Regions from separate parts of the Capra hircus genome. Here region 2 is linked to region 1. Evidence: chromatin contacts called from public Hi-C data. All regions are on one chromosome and are shown on one strand. The core of a region is the stretch at or near the end of the contact, and the rest is flanking DNA. Distances in the headings are between cores, read along the strand shown. Region 1 has its middle 33 kb from the start of TMPRSS4. Region 2 overlaps FXYD6 (FXYD domain-containing ion transport regulator 6).

The links. Hi-C and Micro-C count contacts between places; a contact is called where the count stands out from the background.
Region 2: a Hi-C map of blood shows a contact between it and region 1, with 11 times the contacts expected there. The contact joins two enhancer-like sites. A contact is called at or near these places in 2 of 5 Hi-C or Micro-C datasets (both in blood).

The regions. Positions count from the first base shown.
Region 1 is chr15:53,606,778-53,612,978 of ARS1.2, forward strand. No RefSeq gene overlaps it. Among named protein-coding and RNA genes, the nearest start is that of TMPRSS4, 33 kb to the left of the region's middle. Within about 2 kb of position 3,919, at least 1 of the 5 cell types and tissues checked has an H3K27ac peak or open chromatin away from gene starts, as enhancers often do.
Region 2 is chr15:53,839,801-53,846,269 of ARS1.2, forward strand. It overlaps FXYD6 (FXYD domain-containing ion transport regulator 6), which reads left to right. Exons shown (of 8, transcript XM_018059729.1): 2 at 5,038-5,100; 3 at 5,729-5,767; 4 at 5,874-5,948. The coding sequence starts at 5,043. Among named protein-coding and RNA genes, the nearest start is that of FXYD2, 18 kb to the right of the region's middle. Within about 2 kb of position 3,926, at least 3 of the 5 cell types and tissues checked have an H3K27ac peak or open chromatin away from gene starts, as enhancers often do.

The DNA of each region.
Region 1 (6,201 bases), core at 2,669-5,168:
CCTCCCCTCACCTCCTCAGAGCAGTTTCTCAGAACTATCTGAAATGCTGTCTCCTGGGCTGCATTCCTTTGCAGCCCCAAATAAAACTTAACTTGCACCTCCCATGTTGTCCAAAGAAATGTTTAACAGCGGGCTAGGTATATTAAATGCATTTTTAAGTACATGCATTTTTGACTTACGATATTGTCAACTTAGGATGAGCTTATCAGGACATAACCTCACTGTCGAGGAAGATCTGTACCTCTGTTTTAACAGAGGGCAGGAGACACCAGCAGAAGGCAGGTCCCGTTGAAAGTCGTCACATTCCACCATGAACGCAATACTGGACAGGCTGCACGAGGCGCAGTAGCCCGCCGCCCCTGGTTCCAGGCGCCAGCACTGGAGTGGCGGCGAGACTGTGCGGTCCAGAGTGAGGAAGCCTGTTGCAATAAAGTAGCTGGTGAGTTTCTTTGGAAGCCAGGAAATAGGGCATGACTTTGCTATGCTGACTTTGTGGGATGGGGTCCCACAGCTCAGCCTGGCTCTGGCACACATGCCAGGTGTCTTGGAGGGCCTTGGAAGGGACAGGCAAGAATGTAAGATTGGAGGCACAGGAAGCAGGATGGCCTTCCCTTTTCTGAGATCTCCTGGACAGGTATGGAGACCACCATGACTCAAGGGAACTGGGTCCAGGGTGGGGTTTTGGGGACTGCAGGTGAGAGGAGTCCTTATAAGCCCCTTATAGACCAAGGAATTACAGAAATTGTAGGACGTGAGCCTCCACGTGAGTAAGACCATAGTGAGCATATTGCTCTTGAGGGTGGAGGTGGGGTGTGTCAAGCGTCTGTGCAGGTCGTCCAAGGACGGGACCCACTTGGGCTTCCCTCGTGGCTCAGGTGTCTCAGACAGTAAAGCATCCGCCTGCAATGCGGGAGACCTGGGTTTAATCCCTGGGTTGGGAACATCCCCTGGAGAAGGGAATGGCTATCCACTCCAGTATTCTGGCTGGGAGAATTTCATGGACTGTATAGTCCCCGGGTTTGCAAAGAGTCGGACAAGGGATTTTACTTTCACTACTTTCACTTGCTGCCTCTATTCAGCCACCAGGGGGCAAACAGGCTCCAGGAATGATTTCTCCTGGTTCAGCTTGCCTGGAGGAGAGTGATAAGGTATCATCAGGAGGGGATGGCCAGAGTGTGAGAGCAAAGACTGCAGCTGGGTCCCAGCACTGAACTTGACCTTTTAAAATCACTCTGTTATTATCCCCAGCACTAGCATTACTCGATTCATTTATTCAAGAAACATTTGCCCAGCACCTGGGAGGGGCCAGTTCTGAGCTGGTGGGCTCTGGAGACCCGAATCAAATAAACTTGCTTGGACCCTGGCAGAGAGGTGGACCCTCAAAACTGAAGTCTCCCTGGGATGGATTTGTGCTGTGACAGAGGGACCCACTGAAGACAGTGGGGACACCTAGGAGGGCGGGGTGAATTTGCCTGAGACTTGGGAGAAAGCTTCCTACTGTTGGTGGTGTTTGCTGTGGGACTGAGCAACAGTGCAACAGGCTGAAATGTTAGGGAAAATGTATTCCTGGCTGGAGAAGGCCAAATCGTGGAGGCTTGTCCGAGCTGGCTAGACAGGTGGACATCCAAGGGAGGAGGCTGGCTGGTGGAGGCTACCAGGCTGGGGAATGATGGGCGCTTGTCTCTCTCTGATGAGAGAAGAGTCTTATTTGGGAGCCAGAGCAGACCCATGTTTTCTGGGGGCCTGAAGTTTCAATGGTTTTGCAGCCTTTCTTAAAGCAAGAATACAGAAATAAAACCAAAATTAGATAGAGTGGCTTGGAGAGGTCCTTGCAGGTGAGGGACCTGACGTTTAAGCTTATTAGCTTTGTGTAAAAACCTGGCAGCAAATTGCTTTTGCTCTCTTTCCTTTCTCTCTTCCTTTGGGGAGCTCTGGACCCCTGAGCAGCTAGTCAAGACTGGATTCAGGAAACCCGAGTCTGTGGTCTCCTCTGGAGGCCGAGCTGCTTTGTCAGGGTAAAAGGAGGTCAGTGGGGGTGACTTTTCATACTGAGTCTATGCAAATAGTGCCCTGAAATTGTTCCAAGGGGTGGCCTTAAATCTAACTGTAACTCCTGTTAATGCTTTAAGTAATGCACAGGTGGGGCTTCCCTGGTGGCTCACCGGTAATGAATCTGCCTGCCAATGCAGGAGCCCTGGGTTCGAGCCCTGGGTTGGGAAGATCCCCTGGGGAAGGAAATGGCAACCTGCTCCAGTATTCTTGCCTGGAGAATCCCATGGACAGAAGAGCCTGGTGGGCTACAGTGCATGGGGTCACTAAAGAGTCGGACATGACTGAGCGACTTAATAACAGCAACGCTCAGGTATGGAGGCTTTTTGCACTGGCCAGGCGCTTTCATCTTGTGTCGTTCTCACCCCATCCTGGTGAGGCACGTAAACGGCTCCCTCCACCAAGGCTCACAACTGGGCCTAAGGACACCTGGCTGAACCCCCCGCAGGTTGGGACCTCACACCCCTCTTGCCCTCGGTGCTTCTCTTTCACTACTGGTTCAACAGTATTTAAACCCAAGCTTGCCCTCTTGGCCCCCTGTACAGAGAACTGATTCACCATAGTAGTGAAACCACAAATGACTCGGCTGGCTTTGGTAGTCCCCCGCCCCTTCCTGCATCGGCTCGGGTGGTAAGGGCAGGCACAGGTAGGGTGGAGCTGACGGCTCTTTTCCTTCACCCTATCTGTACTGTGGTGAGAGAGGGTTCTCACCTTCACCCCCTTTCTGGGCTGTTGGGAGAGCTCACACCTGGGTAAAACCTCGATCTCAAGGCTCCACCCAGGCTGTGGATCTCTGAGACTCAACACTGATTTGCCGAGGGGTCCGATGCCCGTGTTTCAGTCCTAGCCGGGGCAGGTAGGGGAGAGAGATGCCTGCTTATTCCAGTAGCTTTAGTCAAGCTGCGCTGAGCATCCGCTGTGTTAGACACGGTGCTAGCCCCAGCAGGATAGAGCCAAATCAGCCACGCCCTTGTCCGCATGGCTCCCTTCAGCATCTACCTGTGCCAAGTACTTAGCTGGGCGGGGAGACATGGAGAAGGATGAACAGCTGCGAACCTGGGCATGGGAAGCTCACAGTCCAATTCAGGGTCTCAGCAGAGAACGGGAAAAGGCAGAACATAGTCTGTTCAAAACTGGGAAGAATACTTTCTCTGCTTTTGTACTCCAAGCTGGAGTGGGAGGCAGTGCCTTGACCTCAACTGATTTTTTTTTCTTGGCCCTTATGTGGCATTGATAAGCCGGCTTCTACCTCCTTTAAGCATCTCCTTCAAAGTGCATAGCAGAACCCAAGCTCCTGCTTTCCAAAATGGCAAGAGTCAGAAATGGGAGAATGAAATGGGTCAAAGGAATGTTCCTGCTCCCAAGGAAGTGCTTTTACAGGGATTTAGAGGAAATGGGAATGAACTGGAGGAGTCAATGAAACAATTTCCTCCCAATGGTGCAGGAAGGATTGGGAGGCTCTTGTCTGGGGTTCAGTTCAGTACCCATCAGAGGAAAAGAGAGGTGGGAGTCATCCAAGTAGTCAGATGTTTCTAGATGCTTCCAGGCCAGATCCAGAAAAACCCCAAAGCCTCTGAACTTGTAACCACACAAAGCAGCTCTGGTTTATCCTATTTTCTGCAACCTGCAAGAATCCACTTGTGGTTGTGACCAGGAAACAGAGGGGGAGAGGGTTTGAGGGGGCTCTGAGGTAGAAGGACCCCTGGGTGCTCAGAATGAGTTCCTGCCACTGTGCGCATGTTAGCTGTTTCCTCTCCTCCCTGCAAAGGTCTGTCAGAGAGCAACACGAAGACTCAAAATGTAACAACCAACTTGACCTTGAAATTTCCCAGCAGCTGCAGGAGCCCAGAGACAGCAGGGGTGGCTGATGGTTAGTGTGGGCGGCTGGGTGTTGGGTCACCTGGGCCGTGTGTGACTTCTGGCTCATCTGAGCAGAGACCTGGCTTTGTTTGGGCAAGGGCCTTGGCATAAGCTCCCCTGGCTGACCTGGCAGCACCCCTTCCTGACAGGCTTTGGAGCTTGGGAACCTCTGGGATACTCCTTGGGAGAAGGAAGATGCTCTGTGATTCCCCGAAGGCTCATGTGAGCCTTGCATAGATGGTGTGAGGTGCATACCACTCATGAGTTCTTCATTTCACAAAAGACAAGCTTGAAGTTGAGAGTGGTCACCCAAGATGGCACAGCTGGTGGGTGCTAGGGCTTGGGGCTGCTCCCTGGACGGTCTCTCTGAAGGCAAACCCTGTGCTCTTTCCAGGACTCTCAGTTTTACAAAGCCTTTCCCATTCCTGCTCCTCCCAAGGAGCCTGGGCCCCTGGGAACCCTCCAAGCTCCAGAGATGCCTCTACAGCATAAGCTGGTTTGAACTCAGTGGCAGAGGTCCCCCCACCAAAAACTCCCCAAACCTCCTCCCTCAGCACCTAGTGGAGGAGGTACTGTTAACATAGAGGAAGTGTTGACAGCAATTAACACTTAGTGAGAAAAGTAGCCAAGCTTTTGGATCCTGCCTCCTCAGTTCAGTTCAGTTCAGTTCAGTCGCTCAATCATGTCCGACTCTCTGCGACCCCATGGACTGCAGCACGACAGGCCTCCCTGTCCATCACCAACTCCCAGAGTTTACTCAAACTCATGTCCATTGAGTCAGTAATGCCATCCAACCATCTCATTCTCTGTCGTCCCCTTCTCCTCCCACCTTTAATCTTGCCCAGCATCAGGGTCTTTTCAAATGAGTCAGTTCTTCCCATCAGGTGGCCAAAGTATTAGAGTTTCAGCTTCAGCATCAGTTCTTCCAATGAACACTCAGGACTGATCTCCTTTAGGATGGACTGGTTGGATCTCCTTGCAGTCCAAGGGACTCTCAAGAGTCTTCTCCGACATCACAGTTCAAAAGCATCAGTTCTTTGGTGCTCAGCTTTCTTTATAGTTCAACTCTCACATCCATACATGACTACTGGAAAAACCATAGCCTTGACTAGACAGACCTTTGTTGGCAAAGTAATGTCTCTGTTTTTTAATATGCTGTCTAGGTTGGTCATAACACCTGCCTCCTAGCCATAAACAATTGTCAGTGTTTACGAGGGTATTTATGTCTTTACAAATTCTAAAAGTGATTGGTGGTGATTCAGTCACTAAGTTGTGTCTGACTCTTGTGACCCCATGGACTGTAGCCTGCCAGGCTCCTCTGCCCATGGGATTTCCCAGGCGAAAATACTGGAGTGGGTGGCAGTTTTCTTCTCTAGGGGATCTTCTGAACCCAGGGATCAAATCTGGGTCTCCTGCATTGCAGGTAGATTGTTTACCAACTGAGCCACCAGGGAAGCCCACTCTAGTATATATGCACATTATAAAATATAAATTAAAAATAAGTAAAAAGGAAAAACACATGCGAGAGTTATAGCTTCCAGACGTAGAGAATGGACTTGTAGACAGGAAGTTGGGGGAAAGGGAGGGTGAGACGAATTGGCGGAGTTGCACTGACGTATATACACTACCCTGTGTGAAATAGACAGCTAGTGGGAAGCTGCTGTAGAGTACAGGGAGCTCAGCTCGGTGTTCTGTGATGGCCTAGAGGGGTGGGATGCGGGTGATGGGAGGAAGGTTGGAGGGAGGGTGGTTCAAGAGGGAGGGGATATGTGTATACTTATAGCTTATTCTCTTTGTTGTACAGCAAAAACTAACTCAACATTGTAAAGCAATTATACTCTAATAAAAAAATAAATACAAGATTGATGGCATTGCAGATTCACTGTTTGGACTCCAGCACCCTTGGTCACCTCTTGGCAGAGCTATTCCGCTCTGCTGGCTCATGGTGCCAGTGCCCCCTGTTGCTGCCAGAGTCATGGGCATGGCTGCTCTGCTGAGCCTGGTGAAGGGCCCCCCTGCCCGCAGCTGAAGTCCAGGGCCTGTGCTCGGCGTGGAAGGGCCATTTCCTGTTGCTGCGACAGCTCGTGCTTGCAATGTCGCGTGGAAAGCTTAGTGAAATAACACTTTTTGGAGTTAATAAACATATTTTTGGTTACCAAAGTGATGCATTACGTCTCCTTCTCTCTGTTGTCAGACACCTGTTGGATCATTTTTCTCTGTTCACCATGTCAGGAGTGGGGCCTGACCCTCAGGGTTCCATTTACTCCCAAGGCTCAGTTATTAGAAACGAGG
Region 2 (6,469 bases), core at 2,676-5,175, 230 kb after region 1:
AACAATAAAATAATAAGGTACCTAGCAATATATCTAACAGAAGATGTGGAAGACCTATATGAAAGCATTTATAAAACTTTATTGAAATACACTGAGGGACTTCCCTGCCAGTCGAGTGGGCAGTGGTTAAGACTCTGCGCTTCCACTACAGGGGCACAGGTTCGATTCCTGGTCAGGGAACTGAAATCCCACATGCCCCATGGCAGAGGCAAAAAAAAAAAAAAAAAACATTGAAAAGAATCTAAACAAATGAAAAGATTTATTTATAGATAGACTCAATATCACAAAAATGTTAATTGTCCCTATGTTCTGTGAAGTGAAGTGAAAGTCACTCTGCTGTGTCCAACTCTTTGTGACCCCATGGACTATGCAGTCCATGGAATTCTCCAGGCCAAAATACTGGAGCGGGAAGCCTTTCCCTTCTCCAGGGGATGTTCCTAACCCAGGGATTGAACCCAGGTCTCCCACATTGCAGGTGGATTTTTTTCCAATTGAGCCACAAGGGAGTAGGTGAATTGTGATTCCAATAGAAATCCCAGTCATTTTAGATGAATTTGACAGACTGATTTGAAACTTTATATATAAGAGCAGAAGACCAAGAATAGCTAAGACATTTTTGAAGGAAGAGGTAAGAGAGGCAGAGAAGAGGGGAGAAAAAGAAGAGGGAGCTGCTTCCGCCACTGGGGAAGATTGCCATAAAGCTATAGGAACTGAAACAGTGATCTTGATGCAGGAACAGACAAACGGACCAAGAGATCCAAAGAGAAAGGCCAGAAACAGACCCACACCTGAACAGAAACCAGATACGTGACATGAGTGGCCGTGCGCACCGTGCGGGAAGATACCGACAAGCGGTGCTGTCCAGGACATCTGATGGTCAGGTGTAAAGAGCAAGAATTGGATTCCAACCTCATGCCTTCCATAGACATCCATTCTGGATGGAATACAGACTTGAATGTAAAAGACAGAACTTTAACATATTTAGAAGGAAAAAAAATTTTTAAGTATTTATTTGGCTGTACTGAGGCTTAGTTACGGCATGAAGGCTCTTCAGTTTCAGCATGTGGGACCTTTTAGTTGCAGTGTGAAATCTTTAGTTTTGGCCTGCGGGATCTAGTTCTTTGACCAGGATGGAACCTGGCTCCCTGCATTGAGAGTACAGAGTCTTAACTGCGGGACCACCAGGGAAGTCCTGCAAATCCTTTCTGACTCAGTGCGACAAGGAATATCTTTAAACAAGACAGAAAGATCATTGCGTGCAGTCATTCGTATTAATAAATTGTATTCATTGAGAGACAGTAAAAATGTAAAAAGGCAAGTATACTTAGTGACAAAACTTTAGTATCCAGAATAATAAGTGATTAATAGTGATGTCAACCCATTGGAAAACTGAGCGGAAGACAGGAAAGGCCCATCACTGATGAAGAAGCAGGAATGGCAAGTAAACAATCAAAAGCTAAACTCCATTTCTAAGGAATCCAGTTGAGACCATAGTTTACACCTCTAGATTGGCAGAAATTAAGCAGTCTAGTAACAGCAAGTATTGATAAGGATGTGGAGTAATAGGGACAGTCATATGCAATGGTGGGCCTTTAAAGAGGGGATGGTCACTTGGAAAATAGTTTGAAAATTTTCTATAAAGTTGATAATTTGTACAACCCAATGACTTAACTCCTAAACTTATCTCTTGAATATAATTTTTCAAACTGCAGAGTAACCCACTAATTAATTTATAGGGCTAGCCATTAATTGGCCTAACCATTTTTTCTTTAAAGAAACAGAATAGAAACTATCAGAGGGCATCATCCTTTTTAAGGCTAAGTACTGTTTAGCAATATTGTTATTTCTGGTTTACATGTATGTATGTTTGTACTGGGTTCCAATGTAAAAAATATTTCCTGTGAAAGTGGTAGTGAAAAGATTTGAAAAACAGTGCCCTTGTGTGCTAGGCAACAAACTCAAAATATGTTTAAAAACTACACTATAATAGCACATAATTGGGGGAAAATCTGTTGATAGAATGGACCAATACATGATAATATTTACCTGCACAGTGGAGTATTACATAACACTGAAAAATGAGTTAACTGTGTTTATGAATGAGTCTTAGAAGTGTTGAACAACAACAAAAAAGCCAGTCTCAGAAGATGAAACAAAGTGATACGATTATAAAGCTCAAAGAAGCTCCACTGATGTATTCTTTAACAGACTGGTTCCAAATAGGAAAAGGAGTATGTCAAGGCTGTATATTGTCACCCTGCTTATTTAACTTATATGCAGAGTACATCATGAGATACGCTGGTCTGGAAGAAACAGAAGCTGGAATCAAGATTGCCGGGAGAAATATCAATAACCTCAGATATGCAGATGACACCACCCTATGGCAGAAAGTGAAGAGGAACTAAAAAGCCTCTTGATGAAAGTAAAAGAGGAGAGTGAAAAAGTTGGCTTAAAGCTCAACATTCAGAAAACGAAGATCGTGGCATCTGGTCCTATTACTCCATGGGAAATAGATGAGGAAACAGTGGAAACAGTGTCAGACTTTATTTTTGGGGGCTCCAAAATCACTGCAGATGGTGATTGCAACCATGAAATTAAAAGACGCTTACTCCTTGGAAGAAAAGTTATGACCAACCTAGATAGCATATTCAAGAGCAGAGACATTACTCTGCCGACTAAGGTCCGTCTAGTCAAGGCTATGGTTTTTCCAGTAGTCATGTATAGATGTGAGGGTTGGACTGTGAAGAAGGCTGAGTGCTGAAGAATTGATGCTTTTGAACTGTGGTGTTGGAGAAGACTCTTGAGAGTCCCTTGGACTGCAAGGAGATCCAACCAGTCCATTCTGAAGGACATCAGCCCTGGGATTTCTTTGGAGGGAATGATGTTCTGAAGCTGAAACTCCAGTACTTTGGCCACCTCATGCGAAGGGTTGACTCATTGGAAAAGACTTTGATGCTGGGAGGGATTGAGGGCAGGAGAAGAAGGGGACGACCGAGGATGAGATGGCTGGATGGCATCACTGACTCAATGGACGCCAGTCTGAGTGGACTCTGGGAGATGGTGGTGGACAGGGAGGCCTGGCGTGCTGCGATTCATGGGGTCGCAAAGAGTCGGACACGACTGAGCGACTGAACTGACTGACTGAAGTGATAAATATTCTTTAAAAAGAACTATATATATATATATATATATCTCCATACAATGAAATATAATTCAGCCGTAAAAAGTACTGATACATGCTACAGTATGGATGAACCTTGAAAGCTTTATGCTAAGTGAAGAAACCAGATGCAAAAGGCTGTGTATTTTATAATAGGTTTATATAAAAGACCCAGACTAGGCAAATCCATAGCGACAGAAAGTAGCTAGGTTAGTAACTGTCAGGGACTGTGAGAAAGGGAAGATGAGAAATGACTGCCAGTGGGCACCAGCTTCCTTTGGGGATGATGAATGTTTCTTAGGGATGATAGTTGCACAATTTTGTGACTATACTAAACACCATTGGATTGTACACTTTAAAATGGATTTTTGGTATGTGAATTGTATCTTAATTTTTAAACTTTTTTTTTAAGAAAAGGAACTGATTAAACATGTATGTTCAGGGTACTGTTTACCTCTGGGAGTAAGGCAAGGGGATGGGTTGGAGGAAATAGATATAAACGTAGCAGCGTGTACAAAGTGCCAGTTCTGAAGCGGCTTTATGGGTGTTTCCTTTTACTGTTTCATTATGTGTGTTACATGGGTTTTTATACATGTGAAATAGAATGTGAAATTTAAAAGATACAAATATTACATGAAGTGACATTAAAAGCAAACGACTGCCTTATGAGAAATGCTTCTTGAATTCCGAGTGGAGTCCAGGGTCGCTGCTGTGGTTTGATTGCAGATGGAGCTATTCTGACCTCTGCTGGCCGGGAGGTGAAGGGCAGCTGGGGCCTGCGGGCTGCCGGGCCAGGAGAGGCATGAACCCTCCGAGCACGTGTGGTCCTGGCTGCTAGAGAGTGTGTAGGAGGTCAGACCGCAGCCTGCCTCACCCCACTAAGAAAGAGCAAGCAGCTTTGGGCTTTTCTGGCCTGGGTTTCTTTGCTTTTACCTCTCTGGCTCTCTAGTGCCCTCCTTTAAGCCCAGGGGTGAGGCATGTGTAACTGCACCGAAATCCATCCCTGGGGGGGACCAGCTGCCCTGCCCTTGGCCTCCATCCAGATGGCCCATCCAGGGACCACTGGCCCGAGACCAGGGGCTTGAGCAGAAGTCTCAGGCACCTGCTGGGGAAGGGGGGGCCAGGCGCTGATGCTCCGAGAACCTGTCTCCATGTTCCCTTTGTTTAATCAAAGGGGTTGAGAGGTTTATGAACTAGAGTCTATGAGAGGAGTTGACTTGGGCACTTTGGAGGTGAGAGGGTGCAGGGGCGCCTTGAGGGAGAGCTGTCAGCCCTTCAGGGATTACTATACAGAGTCCAGGAAACAGCAGGCCTCCCACCCTCACCCCTGGCTGGACACGAGGGGCACTGGTCTCCCTGCCCCCATTTAATCTGATAGAAAGAACTTCCGCCAGTGGGTCTCGGTTGTAGAGGACGAGGGCAGAAGTCCCAGGCATCTTAATGAGCTAGAGATGGCCATGTCTCTGGGTGGTCTAGGGAGGAGGACTCAGGTGAGATGTTCTCCCCAAACCCTTGGGGTTTTGTGACCTTGGCACCGGAGAGGCGGCCTGGTGGAGGCATTCCTGAGCTGGGTTAGGATCCAGGCTCTGCTGCTTGCTACCATGAGTGTTATTCACCTCCTTTAAGCTCAGGCTCTTCACCTGCAAAACGGGTTATTAGTCACAGCGCCTGCTGGTTGAAGTGATTCCATTGTAATTGAATTCATGCTTGCAGAGCCCTCTGTAAGGAGTCTGTCAATGGCAGCTGCTCCGGCTTTCAAACCATCCGAGGGGAGAGCTTGGAGTCAGGGTGGGAGTCCGACTGGGCCCCTGGCCGGGCTGAGGGTTAGAGTGGGGCACCTCCTACCCAGAGAATCATTTCCCTCCCTCTGTCCCCAGACGCCATGGAAGTGGTGCTGCTCTTCCTGTGTGGCCTGCTGGCCCCAGCGGTCCTGGCCAGTGGTGAGTACCCCTCAGGACCTGGCTCGACAGGGTGGCAGCCACAGCCCTTTCTCATGGAAGGTCCTGGCCCTGTGGGACACTCGGGGTGAGGGGGTCTGAGATTCGACATGTCTGATCAGCTTCCCTGCCTTTAGCCTGCAAAGAAAATCCTGGAAGGCAGCAGCTAACTCAGCCCCCAATCCAGCCTGCCCACCTCTCTCCCCACTGGCTCCTGCCATCAAGCCCAGCAGGTCCCTGTAGACTCAGCCTGAATACTGGGAGCCAGACTTGCACGTCAGTCTAGACTGTGCGAGTCACATTTCCTCCCTTGGTTTCAGCCTCCCCACCTGTAACAAGAAGAAAATCCCCCTGCCTTTTGGGGATGATTTAAGATTCAGAAGGGGCAATACGTGTGGCTCCTGTGAACACTGACTCAGACTTGGGCTCTGAGCTGCACCTGCCTTTGGCCCCCGCAGTGACCCTGGCAAGGCCGGCCCAGCCTTCCATGCTTCTGTGAGCATCTCTGCTTCCTGAGCCCTGCTTTCCAGGGATCGCTGTGTGGGGAATGAGGCCTGTGAGACAAGGTGGGAGACTTGGGAATCAGGATGTGAGCTGTCTTCCTCTTGACCACGCCTGTTTGTTTTTCCAGCCGCTGAGCAGGAGAAAGAAAAGGACCCTTTTCATTATGGTGAGTGGTGATGGTGGGGGGAGGTGCAGCCCCATGCAGGGGCGGGACGGATGTGCTCTCCCTGGCCCTTCGCCTCTTCTGTCTCTCACCCTTGTTCCTTTCGCAGACTACCAGACGCTGAGAATTGGGGGACTGGTGTTTGCCGTGGTCCTCTTCTCGGTGGGGATCCTGCTTATCCTCAGTGAGTATGTTTGTTCCTCTGTTCACTCTCTAAGGACAATGTCTGTGGCTGTGAAGCAGGTGGCATACGGTAGTTCTCTCTCCTGGAGAGGGAAGGAGCCCGTCTATCTTCCTAGTTATCTCCAGAACCTAATACATTGCTGGGCACATAATAGGTGCTCAGTGAAACAGCGAAGCATGAACAAAATAAGTACTCGATGAAAACAAGCACAGATACAAAGGGGCGGGGTGGCTGTATCCATCAGGGCGTGAGTCGGGGAGTCACAGGGGAGAGGAGAGGGGGGCTGTCCTCAGAGGGCTCCGAGGCGTGTCCCCCTGCATTTGTTTCCCCTCATGAGCCTGGGCTGCTTGCAGCTCTCAGCGCTTACGTGGTCAAGAAGACAGTCGTGTTGAACCTTGACATCAGAAGAGCCCTCCTCCAGCCAAGGATCGCCACATACAGCTGTGCAAGTCGTGCACTGCACAAGAGTCCCAGGCTGCTGGTCACACAGTCCCACAGACTCACAGCGCAGCCCTGCTCGG